Linked DNA regions of Zea mays: region 1 is linked to region 2. Evidence: chromatin contacts called from public Hi-C data. All regions are on one chromosome and are shown on one strand. Each heading gives the region's core, a stretch centred on a gene start, on an enhancer-like site or on the middle of the called end of the contact. The rest is flanking DNA. Distances are from core to core; before and after follow the strand shown.

The links. Hi-C and Micro-C count contacts between places; a contact is called where the count stands out from the background.
Region 1: a contact with region 2 is called in a Hi-C map of ear, with 1.5 times the contacts expected there. The contact joins the promoter of Dwarf1 here to the enhancer-like site in region 2. A contact is called at or near these places in 3 of 25 Hi-C or Micro-C datasets (ear, endosperm and leaf).

What each region holds. Positions count from the first base shown.
Region 1 is chr3:10,437,518-10,444,587 of Zm-B73-REFERENCE-NAM-5.0, forward strand. Dwarf1 (Gibberellin 3-oxidase) reads left to right here and starts at 3,511. Exons shown (of 3, transcript NM_001279524.2): 1 at 3,511-4,186; 2 at 4,552-4,710; 3 at 4,831-5,757. The coding sequence starts at 3,702. The coding sequence ends at 5,335. It also overlaps the pseudogene LOC111591252.
Region 2 is chr3:10,311,564-10,318,150 of Zm-B73-REFERENCE-NAM-5.0, forward strand. No RefSeq gene overlaps it. Among protein-coding and RNA genes, the nearest start is that of LOC100384030, 52 kb to the left of the region's middle. Within about 2 kb of position 3,103, at least 11 of the 20 cell types and tissues checked have an H3K27ac peak or open chromatin away from gene starts, as enhancers often do. A contact at or near this core is called in ear and endosperm, where this site is marked.

The sequences.
Region 1 (7,070 bases), core at 2,261-4,760, 130 kb after region 2:
TAGATCTCGTCCCCTGGGGGAAAAGATCTTAAGATGCTCCGGGTCGACAGGTCACCCGGGGCGTCCCCAGACGACGTGGAGTCGCCTAGGAATTAAGAGATCAATTCGAGGAAGAGGTCTCGAGTGGACAACTAGATCTTGCCCCCGGGAGGGGTGAGATCCTAGGGTCGTCTTGGGATCGGCAGGCCACCCAAGACGGATCTAGACGACGTAGAGTCGAATAGGGGTGGAGGTGGATATGCGGAAGGCTACAACTAGAACTATGCTACATCTACTCCTAGGGCAGGAAAAGTAAGTAAGGTAATTGGTTCGATTGGAATGTGTTCGGGGGTTCTCAATCGGCCGTACCCCTTTATATTTATAGGGGAGGAGGTCTGGACCTTTTCCTAAGAGATAGCCAACAAACTCCCACATGATTAGATGGATAACCACGCACGAGATAAGGATAAACATCCGAGTTAATCTAATCTCGGGACACACGGACCGTCCGGGCCCATGGGCCGGACCGTCCGCTCATTTTGGTGTCCAACACCATCATATGGTCTGTTATATTGAGAAGGATATATTTACAAGCATTGAGGATGCAAAGAAATTGGATTATTTTCAAGGCATGAGAACCCGTAGGAATCTACCTCATACTAGTGGTATGTACCAATTACTAATATTATTAAATTTATTCAACATTACCTTTGAAGTCGTGTTTGTAATATCATTTCCTTCAAAGTTCTGGAGCAAGAAACACTGATGTTGATGTTGACATTATACATTTGAAATGAGCTACATCATAGCTTGTATGTCATCTTTAACATTTATGACAACGTTGTTTCGCTGTACAATTTTTCTTTATATGCTACTATTAGAGTTTATGGTCGCTTCGACCTAGGTCTTAGCCAATTTCTGAGTCCACCACTAACTACGAGAACATTTACTTGTGTTTCTTCAATTCGCCAACATGTTGCCGCACGTCGTTGTTACCGTGAGTTTTTTCCCTACCCTCCATAGAATATTGGAGTGAGAACAAAAAGGTTGTTTTGGTTTACAAGAACGTGTCATGTTTCTACTCGAAAACCATGCGGTCAGTGCGGGTGGGCTAGGTATGTAGCTGCGCCGTCGCGCTGTCCGTGGCGTGCGTGCACTCGGTGTCGGACTCGGACGGCGGGCAGCCCTCGGGCGCCGGCGCAGAGGATCGGAGAAGTGAACCCGCAGCCACGCTGGCGCTACGCCCCGCCACAACGGCGGCTCGCCGGCGGCCTCGGGATCCCCCACCTAATCAGTAATCACGATTCACGACTCGCCGGAAGCAGCACCCCTGGCCCTCGTGTTGGGCCTGTTGTGTCCGTGTCGTTCGACCCACCTCGAGCCAACCAGATCCTTACACGTGTCCGTGCCGTCACATGTTTTACTTGCTCGCAGTTGCAGTGTGGTGCCGACTCTTTTGCTCTCGTCTCGTAGCCTTAGGCTGACAATAAGTTTTAAAATTTACACTATCAAATTTAAAGATCGAATCGAATTAAAATCGTCGGACTTTATTTTTATTAATTTTCAAACTAAAATTAATTTAGAACCCTAACAAATTGTGAAGAAATATTTAGATCCTAATCTACTACCACGTCTTCGTACCCTCCGTTAGTTTCTCTCTTTCTTCCATCCATGGTGGTCCATATCTACTAACTAGTTTACTTCACTGCTATTGGCAGGTTGTTTACCTTTTTCTTTTCGAAACGCTCCCTACATTCCGAATTATAAAATAACTTAATATTTTTTAAAAATAAATTATAACAGAGGCTACTCAGGCATTGCACACGCAGTGGCCGAGCGAGCTAGAACATGTGTTTGGATGCTGCACCGCGCTGTTAACAGCAGCCCTATCCAGTAAAATATATGGCATGTCATATTCAGTACACACTAGAAAATAAATTCCACCAGATAGTTACAAAGAGTCCCTTGTACAAAAAAATATTCAGAGCCAATGATCCATTATCTTCTCTCTTATTAGATGTCACGAATCTTCTCATCTTGCTTCCTGCGTAGACGTAGTCAGTATAAGAACAAGTCTTTTTTTGTTTGGTCTCTCCCCACTTAGTTTTAATATCGCAACATCATTTCTCTGTTCTTCCTTTAAAGTGCCAGCTTCGTATGCCACACGCGAAACACGTAGATCTGTTTCCTCTTTTGCGCTTCTGATAGGCCGTTACGCCACATGAGCCTTAAGAAACCAGCCAATCTCAACACGATAGAAAATCGCACGAAGTATAGCACTCGAGCGTAGTACCACATCGGTAGCTGAAGAATGACAAGCGACCGGACGCCCTATAAAAAAAGGGTTGGGCTCCTTTTCAACTCATATCCTTATCAGCCTTTTAGCTAAGATAAGGTGTAACATTTGTTCTTATCAATTTAATATTTGATAGGTGCACCATACATTATATTAAATTTATTTTTTACGCATATCAGATATGACTGTGTGCAGTCTGAACACACGATCATTGTACTAGTTACTACTTTAGGACTCTGATCAAGTGATTAATGCCGTGGAACAGGCTGCTGGAGATATATGACCGTGACTTTGCTCACGCACACATGCACACATTCACCGTACCGTACGTCGATCTATATATAGCAGAGACACGCACACCACGATACGTGTCATAACAACTTTGAAAGTACGCCAGAAGTCCTAATAGTGGACTAAACCTGTGCGCCACTTTTTTCCTATTTTTGGAGAGAACAGGTCGATGGAGAGGAAAACCTAGCTAGAAGAAAAATCACGAGTCGATCTACTACATTATACAAGGTTGCTTATTGGGGGCGCTGGTTGGATCTGTGGCGAATGGCGAAGCGAGAAGCGAGAAGCGACAGAATGGGTAGTAGTACGTGAAGATTCCGTGGTGGGAGATACGACAACACCCTCGAAACTGGTCCTTAATTAAGCGCTGATGATGGACGGCAATAATCGTGTTGGCTCGCTTTCCATGTGTGCGTATTAATTGGGGTGCCAGTGCAGTGCCACCACTCTCAGGCTCCCGATCGATCGATCGATCCCCAAAGGAGAGGAGAGGAGAGGAGCAGTACGTACGAACTAGATTTGTCACTTGTGTTGCCGCAGCTCGCAGCAGCAGCAGCAGCAGCAGCTGGGTGGCCTTTCGTGCTCCACATCGCTCCAAACCCAACCCCCCCCCTCCCTCCGTCTCTCTCACCACATTTCCTCTCCTCTCTTTCCTTCCTCCCACTGAATTTCCACAAAGCCCACCGTCTCTCTCTCTCTCTCTCTCTCTCTCTCTCTCTCTCTCTCTCTCTCTCTCTCTCTCTCTCTCTCTCTCTCTCTCTCTCTCTCTCTCTCTGTTGTGTGTGTGTGTGTTGTGTTCTCTTTCTCTCAGCTCAGCCTCTCCTGATGGGTCATCGATCCACTACGCTCCAAAACTTCTCCCCTATATATACCACGCCATGTACTTCTCTGCTTCTTACACTTCTCTCATGCCACCATACCACTAGTGCAAGGTCCTAGATTTACACTTGGTGCTACACCTTGCTTCGCCCCCTTCCTTCCTTCCTTCCTTCCTTCCCTCCTTCCTTGGTCTCTAGGCAGCTAGCAGTGTGGTGCTGCTGCCGGCCGCCTATTGGCCGCCTGGGACTGGGATCCATTAATTACTGCGCGCGCGCGGCTAACCAACCAATCCCAGCGTGCGTAATCTATTGCCCACATGCCGACGCCGTCGCACCTCAACAAGAACCCGCGCTACCTGGACTTCCGGGCGGCGCGGCGGGTGCCGGAGTCGCACGCCTGGCCGGGCCTGCACGACCACCCCGTCGTGGACGGCGGCGCGCCGGGCCCCGACGCCGTGCCGGTGGTGGACCTGGGCGCCGCGGACCCGGCGCCGGCGCCGGCGGCGGCGGTGGCCCGCGCCGCCGAGCAATGGGGCGCGTTCCTGCTCACGGGCCACGGCGTCCCCGCGGACCTGCTGGCGCGCGTGGAGGACCGGATCGCCACCATGTTCGCGCTGCCGGCCGACGACAAGATGCGCGCCGTGCGCGGGCCCGGCGACGCCTGCGGCTACGGCTCCCCGCCCATCTCCTCCTTCTTCTCCAAGTGCATGTGGTCCGAGGGCTACACCTTCTCGCCGGCCTCCCTCCGCGCCGACCTCCGCAAGCTCTGGCCCAAGGCCGGCGACGACTACACCAGCTTCTGGTACGTTGCGTTGCGTGCTTGTGTGCGCGCACACCTGCCGACCGCGGCCACACCGTACGCAACCCACGCGTACGTACGTGCGCTAGCTACCTGCTTCGCTCGCTTCGCTCCTCTCGCCTCGCCATGCATATGCACGTACGGCCGTACAGGTACAGCAGCAGGTCACACGCACGAACGCACGCACGCACCAGCACCGATATGATACATCATCGACGTGTCGTCCCCCCGTCTAAGGCCATGCATGCATGCAAGCACGCCTAGCTAGCCCTTTTGGCTTGCTAGCTGACGAGGGGAGCTAGGACGAGCATACTTACTGTGCGCGTCATGCTCAATTGCTCACACTATACTACTACTTGTTACTACAGTGATGTGATGGAGGAGTTCCACAAGCACATGCGCGCCCTCGCGGACAAGCTGCTGGAGCTGTTCCTCATGGCGCTGGGGCTCACCGACGAGCAGGCCAGCGCCGTCGAGGCCGAGCGGAGGATCGCCGAGACGATGACCGCCACCATGCATCTCAACTGGTGGGTATATATTATTGTCTGTCATGTTGTCGTCGTCGTACGCGTTGCGGTTGGGTGTACATGTATATAACACAAACAACAAAAAACTAACGCCGTGCCGACGACGACGACGATCATCAGGTACCCGAGGTGCCCGGACCCGCGGCGCGCGCTGGGGCTGATCGCGCACACCGACTCGGGCTTCTTCACCTTCGTGATGCAGAGCCTCGTGCCCGGGCTGCAGCTCTTCCGCCACGCCCCGGACCGGTGGGTGGCGGTGCCGGCCGTGCCGGGCGCCTTCGTCGTCAACGTGGGCGACCTCTTCCACATCCTCACCAACGGCCGGTTCCACAGCGTGTACCACCGCGCCGTCGTGAACCGGGACCTCGACAGGATCTCGCTCGGCTACTTCCTCGGCCCGCCGCCGCACGCCAAGGTGGCGCCGCTGCGCGAGGCCGTGCCGCCCGGCCGGGCCCCCGCGTACCGCGCCGTCACGTGGCCCGAGTACATGGGCGTCCGCAAGAAGGCCTTCACCACCGGCGCCTCCGCGCTCAAGATGGTCGCCCTCGCCGCCGCCGCCGACCTCGACGACGACGGCGACGCCGCCGTCGTCCATCAGCAGCAGCAGCTAGTCGTCTCGTCGTAGCCGAGACCGATCGCCGGAGACTGATGCTGATGATGATGCATATATACATGAGAGAAATCGTCGAGTAGACTAGCCGATTGCAAAAGCAACCCCAGCTGCCGAAACCTGGCATATCGATCCCATTCTCTGCTGCGCACATGTATGCATGCATGCGCTTCGTCCGTTCGACTCGTGTGTGCTTGCTTGCTTGCGCGTGCAGCAGAACTAATTCCGTTCCGCAGCTAGCTGCTCTGCTCTGCTCTGCTGGAATGTAATTAAGTAGTAGTATATGGTAGTAGAGAAAAGATTAGCTAGGCGATCGATATAGATGACGGGCCGGGGAAGAAGACGAATTAATTAAGATCGATCGACGACGACGAGCTGTGCGTGGCTGGCTGTGTTCTTCTCTAGCCTAGTTACAGAGGCCGGCTGCTGCTGCTTCCAATCGGGCTGCTTGTCGCTACTGACGATCGTTAGTGGATCCATTAACTAATCTGGAATTCTGGATTAATGCATGTGGTTTGGCATCTGGCTGGCGTAAAGATGGGGGAGGCCAGGCCGGGGTCCCCTAGCCAGTAGCCAGGCTGGTCAATGATAGGTCTATAACCTGATCCCGTACTGTTGTTTCTCTCTCGGTCTGCGCTGCGGAGAAAATAATAATTGATCGATCCGCCGCCCGGCCTGGCGTACTCTGAACTGAACGAAACGATGGGTGATGCAAGAGCGTTATTTGCAATAAGCTGCAGTGAGTAGCAGTGGAGATGTGTAAAAATAAATATATATATATATATATATATATATATATATATATATATATATATATATATATATATCTTCTAGTTATTCTAGGTCATGGATGTGCAGTGCAGCTACGGCTGTTACTGTAGAGGACACACCTGGCTCGTACCGTCGTACACGCGCTAGCCAAGGAGGAAGAGACACGGCCCGGCTCATGTGTCAGCCTGCGCTACTACCTACGTACTGCATGCGTGCTTGTTGCCTGCTCTCGCTTCGAACAAAGCTGCATCGTGCATGGAATGGAACAAACCACACCATGCATGCTACCACCAAGGCAAGATATATGCAAGTTACTGCGAGAATCTTTACGTGTGCTCCAGTAAAATTTTAACCGTTGGCGTGGCAACATAGTATTAACTGTTACAGCGGTGCTTATTAGCTTGTCTGGAAATGAAAAGAAGACGCCAGTGATTTCACTTCTCCAAACGGGACCTGGGGGTATTTACTTGTAGTAACGTGTACAGTAATTAATAATGCGCGCGGGCACAACTCACAAGGGGGGAAGCTAGTACCAGTACCAGTACCTGCTGGGGGGGTTTGCATCTGCATGCGGCCAAGTGAGCCCCTTTTGTGTAATGGTGCCGGCACTACTTCCACGAAGGAAAAAAAAGGATCGGAGCCAAGAACTGGGCCGGGATCCTGAGGAGATCTGCAGTGGAGCTGAGACCCGGGGGAGGGGAGGATCCGCTTTTACCTTTTGAATCCTGCCTGGCCACACCCCGTTCTGCTGCTGCTGGCGTGATGCAAACCAAGGAGAAGACGCCATGGCGTGAGAGACCCACCCACCCCTTAGCCCCCCAACTAACATTCAGATCAGGCTGCAACTTGCGGAACAGTGTCAGACTCGGACAGTACTCGGTGCTGTCAGTACTACCAACGCAGCAGCGCCACTGCATCTGTGCATCATATTCTTATCCTCCTCCTTCATAGGCCATGCCAAATCAGATCATGTCTGGGC
Region 2 (6,587 bases), core at 1,853-4,352:
TGAAGACTGTCTCATGATGTAAGCTTACTTGCTGTTGTGGTCCACTGCATGTCAATAGTTTGTCGTTAGCTGGTAAAGGCCCAGTTTAGGACACTTATTTTCTAGGGAACTTTTTGTAGAAAGTTAGCAGACTAGATAATCTTGTGTGACCAACGGTGTCGCCTGGACATAGACTTGGACCATGTAGTCTTATTCTAGATTAGTTTCATGCTGGAACAGACATTATCGTCATACTATGGTACACGTTTAAGTATGGTGCTTCGACTTTAATGTGTATTATGTTCAGTCTACCTATTTTTTCCACCAATCAGTTTCATGCGGGAACAGACCTTATTCTAGATCAGTTTATTTGCTCTCTGGACTAAACAATTTTGTTGGTGATTCGATCGTCGCATAATTCCTTATTCATGTTTTCCCGGTGCTGGATAGGGCGCCCAAAGGGGCGCCCCATGGTGCTGTGATTTCAGAGAAAATCAGAACAAGTTCTGTTATACTTAAACATGAGATGTACCACTTCCACGCGCACCTGTGGTGGGAGATCGAGATCGAGTGTGACCACAACCTCCCCAACGTTCCATGACGAAGAACGAGTCGTCCTCATCCTCGAGCACGAGGCCATTGGCGAGATCAATAAGGTCCTTCACGCCGCTAGCCGCTCAATAAGGTTTTGTGTTTTCAATATATTTTTTTGGACTTGTTATGTATTTCCCTGCACGTACATTTAGAAAAACATTATATAAGTACTGCAATCTACAAACCATACCCCTCCATGTGAGAAACATATCCTTACACTGGGAATTTCTTCTATTAATTTAATCTGATATTTACATGGGCAAAATATCACTTTCCAGCATGGGCTGGTAGTAAACCTGACTCAGGGTGTAAATAATGGCTTGAATAAGGACTATTTTTTAAGTTCAGTGGCCAAATTGACATGGCTTTATGGCCTCCATAGCTCATAAGCAGCATTTACCCCTCTTAGGAATTAGGATAAGACATGTAATGCCTACATTATTGTCTCGGTTCATATTGCATAACCATTGGAGCAATGAAAGCCTCACCCATTTTTGGATTGTCTAGATTGGTTTGACGCTGAAGAAGCTATTTGAAGAGGGTGTAGTGAAGCGACAAGATCTGTTTATCACCTCTAAGTTGTGGTGTGCTCAAATCTCTGGTGATATTCCAATATTTATGTCTCATGCATCTCATTTTGGAAAAACTCATACGAAAATCAGATTTCAGGTGGAATTTGGTCTTCAATGTATATACACCTGCAATTTGTTATTTCTATGTGATTTTTTTGTTTGAGTCTGAACATCAACAATTTGTGGCGATGTATAGCTGTACCATGCACTATGAGAAGGTGTGTTGTTTCAAATTTATCTTAAATTCCTAGGCATGTTTTTCCAGGGGACTACCACAGTTCTCTTGAAATTGTGGTAAGAAAACTAATGACACTGAAACATACAATTTTCAGATTTTTCATGGGAGACTCGTTGAAGCAGATGCACGCAGATACTTTCAGCAGCTTATTGACGGTGTTGATTTTTGTCACAAGAAAAGGAGTCTACCATTGAGACTTAAAGGTGACCATTGGATAGGAAAAATATTAAGTATGCACTCATGATTTTTGGGGATGTTAATTTTATTTTACAAGCACACAGCCCGAAAATCTCTTCCTTGATTCTAATTTCATACTTCGGACTGAGTGCATGGCCTGCTCAGATGTGTATCTTTGTGCAGCTTTATTATAGTTTATTCTTTTTGTTCCCTGAGGATGCTTAGTGGGTCAACTGTAGGGATCTTTCCTTCTACATACGACCTGTGGGACTCGCTTTTGTATGTCAATTATCTGTCAATTCTTCCATTTCTGAATCCTAAAGAAAAATGGTCCCTAATAGCTTATGGTTTACTTGAAAAGTTCATGAATACTCCGGTAACAGAATTCGAGGTGATATTCCAGAACAATCATATCCGGTCGCTCTTTGGTATCACAATTATTTGTCAATTCTTCTATTCCTGAATCCTAAAGAAAAATGGTGCATGATGTCTCAGTGAGTCAGCTCTCACCATGTTCAATGTACATGATAATTTAATAAACTGTACAAGATTTAATGATACTAAAGTAGAGATATATTACTACTGATGTAGTAGGTGTAATTTTAGTAAAAACATGGTTGATGGCTTACACTCATTACACTTGCCTTTTGCCACAGAATCTACTGAAAATCAATTAATCTGTCGTTCAAAATTATGCTTTTCAGGTATACTCATAACTGAGGGTAAAACAGAGTTCAGGAAGTTATTGCTCTTTTTTGTTGGCATTTCAAAATGGCAACCACGCAAATTAGAAGGCAACATGGAATTGCTCAGGTCTGTTGCTTTTAGTGATGCTAGGAATTGTCATGTTGCTGTTTTGTGTCCGTCCAGTCCCCACCTCTTCTTGCTCCTGCCTCACCTCACATATTGCTTTCAGTCCTGTTGGAAATTGTCATGCTGCTATTGTGTATCCGTCCAGTCCCTCTGTTTGCTCCTGCCTCATCTCACATTTTTTCTCTCCTGTTGAACACGGATGGCACATGCATGGCAGAGGCAAATGTTCACTACACGGCTACTAACTACTACATTGCATCCTACTATGCCACTGTATGATATTAGGAGCATAGGCACACAACAATTTTATTTACTAGCAGTAAGCCGCATGTCCCTTAGGATACAATCATTTCAATCCAGCATCTAGTTGTTTACCTTGTGCGGGATAGGGCGCCCGAAGGGGCGCCTCCTGATCTAGTCAACTATATATTTTGAGCCTGAGAAAACATACTATACATACATATAGGGGCCGGGGTGAGGGTGGTGACGAGCTAGCTACTACTACTGCAGCACCTAGTAGCTGACATCACAAGACGACACAATTAATAAGCTAATAAGATGTGTGTAATACACGTCGGCCACTCAGTCATGGATTACTCTCGATCGTCGTGTCGTCGGATTCCACATATACATACATATGGACAGATAACGGATCAGAGCACCTTTTAATTTGCCATCGGTCAAATCACAACACGTCACACGGTTCTAGTAGCTAGCTAGCTGCTAGCTATTCTATCTGCTAGTACGTACGCACATGCAGTTGTTCTTCCGAGTGCAGCTAGCCTGCTTGTATACTGTATACACATCATGCTCTGTTGATATATATATATATATATATATATATATATATATATATATATATATATATATATATATATATATATATATATATATATATATATATATATATATGAGATATATATATGAGATATATACATGCTGGTGGTGGTGGTGCATGGCTTGTTTACCACAGCATCGACCACGGCCACTACATACTTAGCGTTATGGCTGTTGGCGCGCGTGACCGGCCGGGCGCTGGGACGGCAGCATGCATGCACACGATCGACACACACCACCACCAGTCCACCACCAGGCACCAGGAACCAGGGCAGCGTGAGCATGTACGTACGGCGCAGGCCTTTACGGCAGTGTAGTGTAGTAAGTGGTAGTAAGCGACGACGACAGCGTCAGCTCGGTCGCGTAGAGATCGATGTGTGTGTGCGCGTGTGGTGGCTAGTAGAGGCGAGGCGACACACTGCACGCAAGCGTACAGGATGGATCACCATTGCATGCACGTCGTAGGATACATAGCTAGCTAGGGTCGGTCGCTGCCTACCTTTTTTTGTGTGTCTTGGATCCGATCTTGTCGTATCCCCCCTCTCGCCCGTCGACCGCCGGATCGGCCTCCTGTCACCGCGCGCGCGCGCTAGGCTCCAATGAGGATAGACGATAGGGGGTGACTAGATGAAACACTGAAAGGTCACTAGCTCTAGCTCTATATACACGGCCAGGGCCACTGCGTGAACGAACATATACTACCACGCAATGACAAGCTCTCCGATCCCTACAAAATGCACGCACGCATATATATATATATATATATAGCTAGCTAGCGTAGGGAGTCTTTTTGCACACGTACGGCACTACTTCCGCGTCCTATATATATATATATATACGCATGCGATGTCTATAGACGATTGAGATACTCCCTAGCTTGCTCCTGAGGTACATGGTATATCAAAGCATTCAAAAATAATTAATACGTTCAATACATTCTTTGGAGCGTTGATCCATGTTGAATATTCTCTCTTGTTCTTATAGACAACACATGAAACCCTTTGCTTCTATCCCTCGGTTGTATACTTGTCACTACCGGAATTTGACTCTTTGCCGAGTGTCATATTCTTTGCCGAGTGTTTTATTTCGGGCACTCGGCAAAGAGCTCTTTGCCGAGTGCCACGCAAAAAAACCCTCGGTAAAAGAAAACACTCGGCAAAAAACCCTTTACCGAATGTTTTATTTTTGACACTCGGCAAATAGTTTCTTTGCCGAGTGTCTTTTTTTGACACTCGGCAAATGATTTTTTACCGAGTGTCACAAATACAACACTCGGCAAAGAGCTCTTTGCTGAGTGTTTTTTCTCCAACGCTAGGCAAAGACAATTTAAAAATCACATTTAAAGTAGTAAATTAATTCAAATGAAAAAGTTTTCAACTACAAATTTGTATAACTCATCATGATGTACAATTTATATATTGAACATTTCTTCATATGACAAAATAAAAATAAATTTGTTCATAAAACCTATATCTCTCTCGTAGTTTATGAAACTACAAGAGAGACGTATATAATTTGTGCATATTGTTAGAACCATTATCTGAGATAAACAAATGACCAAACAACCAAAATAAACTTTGTAGATCTTGAGAAGTTATAGAAGTTTATAGTTGACAACTTTTTCATTTGAAGTCATATTGTCAACGAAAACTACGTCTGAATTTAAAAAATTTAAAATTTGAATTTTGAAAACGACTTCGAAAGAAAAAACCACCAACTTGAAAGTTGTAGGTATTGAAGAGTTATGAAACTTTGTAGTTGACAATGTTTTAGTTTGAAATCATCTTGTTATGCAAAACTATGTTTGAATTTTGAAATTTGAATTTTTCAAACTGTCTCGGATGGAAAAACCACCAAAATAAAAGTTGTAGGTCTTGAAATGTAATGAAACTTTGTAGTTGACAATTTTTTGATTTGAAATCATCTTTTCATTGAAAATTTCGTGTGAAGTTTTCAAATTTAAAATTCAAATTTTGTAAACGGTCTCGGATATAGAAACTATTAAAATAAAACTTGTAGATCTCAAAAAGTTATGCAACTTTATAGTTGGTCACATTTTCAAATGAACTCATTTAGTGCCTTAAATAATCAAATTACTCTCGATTTGTTATATTACATGGGGAATGAAAACGCAATATAAACATAATTGGTGTAGTAGTGTAGTGGTATAGTGTCTTAAACGTAATATAGACACTCGGCAAAGAACGCGATTCCGGTAGTGTGTATTGATAAAATAATTAATACGTTCAGTATATTCAGACATGATACAATAGGTCCAAGGGGTGGAAAAATTTACGCAAAGACCCACAAGGAAATCTCTACTACTCCTTATGTTTGTAGTGTAGGCGTCCACAGTTTGTGTTCTGCCATCGCACGCTCCCCGCGCCCGCGGTCCCCGCCGCCCTCCTCGCGGTCGCAGCCGAGCACAGCCACCGCGCTCGCAAATCACGGGACTCCCCTTCCATCCATGGCAGGTACGCCGTACGCGCGTCCACCAGGGCTTCAACTCCCCTCCTCCTCTCCCCATTGCTCAGTGTAGGCAGTCCCCAAATCAACGGAAGGTGTCGAGGATCTCCTATCCCGCCATCAACGGAAGGTTTCAAGGATCTTCTACCCCTGCCGAGGCCGCCATCAACGCCCTCCTACCCACGCCGTCCATGGAAGGTGCCCGAGGTTCCACCCCATCGCGCCCTCCTCCCCGTCTGCTCTGCCCCACCCTCCTCTCCACACTGTCGATGGCGCGCGCAGATCCCAGGTGGCCGAGGATCCGCCCCTGCCGTGCCCCCGCATGCGGGTATGTCCCGCATCGCGAGATTCCCGTCGCGAGAGCTGCTGAGCTCTTCTCCGCCTCACCTCCCTTCCTCTCTCCGCCTGACTCGCACACGCCCTCGTCGTCTGATTCCCTCACGCGGGCACGAGCCCGCCATACGCGCGCGCCGCCAGGGCGCTCGTCGCCATCGTCCAGGCCAGCGTGACCCCGTCGACGGCCTTGCCTTAGGATCCGCTCCCTGCTCCTGGACTATGTAAGAATTGTCAGTTTCAGGACTCCAACAATAGCCAACAGAGCAGTGATGCCATTGAAGAGAGTGTAGCAGAATTGTGCTTAGCACTTGAGCAGATTCGTTGGAAGTTTCACAACAAAAGAATAACCAGTAGCCAAGAGTGGGTACTTAGTCTATTTGTTTCTTGCTATCATTTCAAACATGTAATTTCTGCATAGTTCGTAAAGACACTTTTTTTGGTGATTAAAATTATGGCTTGATTCCAATGTGTTGCATCTAGCTTTGTCTTTCTTCCATGATAGCTGATTGTTCTGCTGTCCACTTTCTATCTTACCAGTACATATACGTTTAAATGAATTAGTATCAACGCAACAT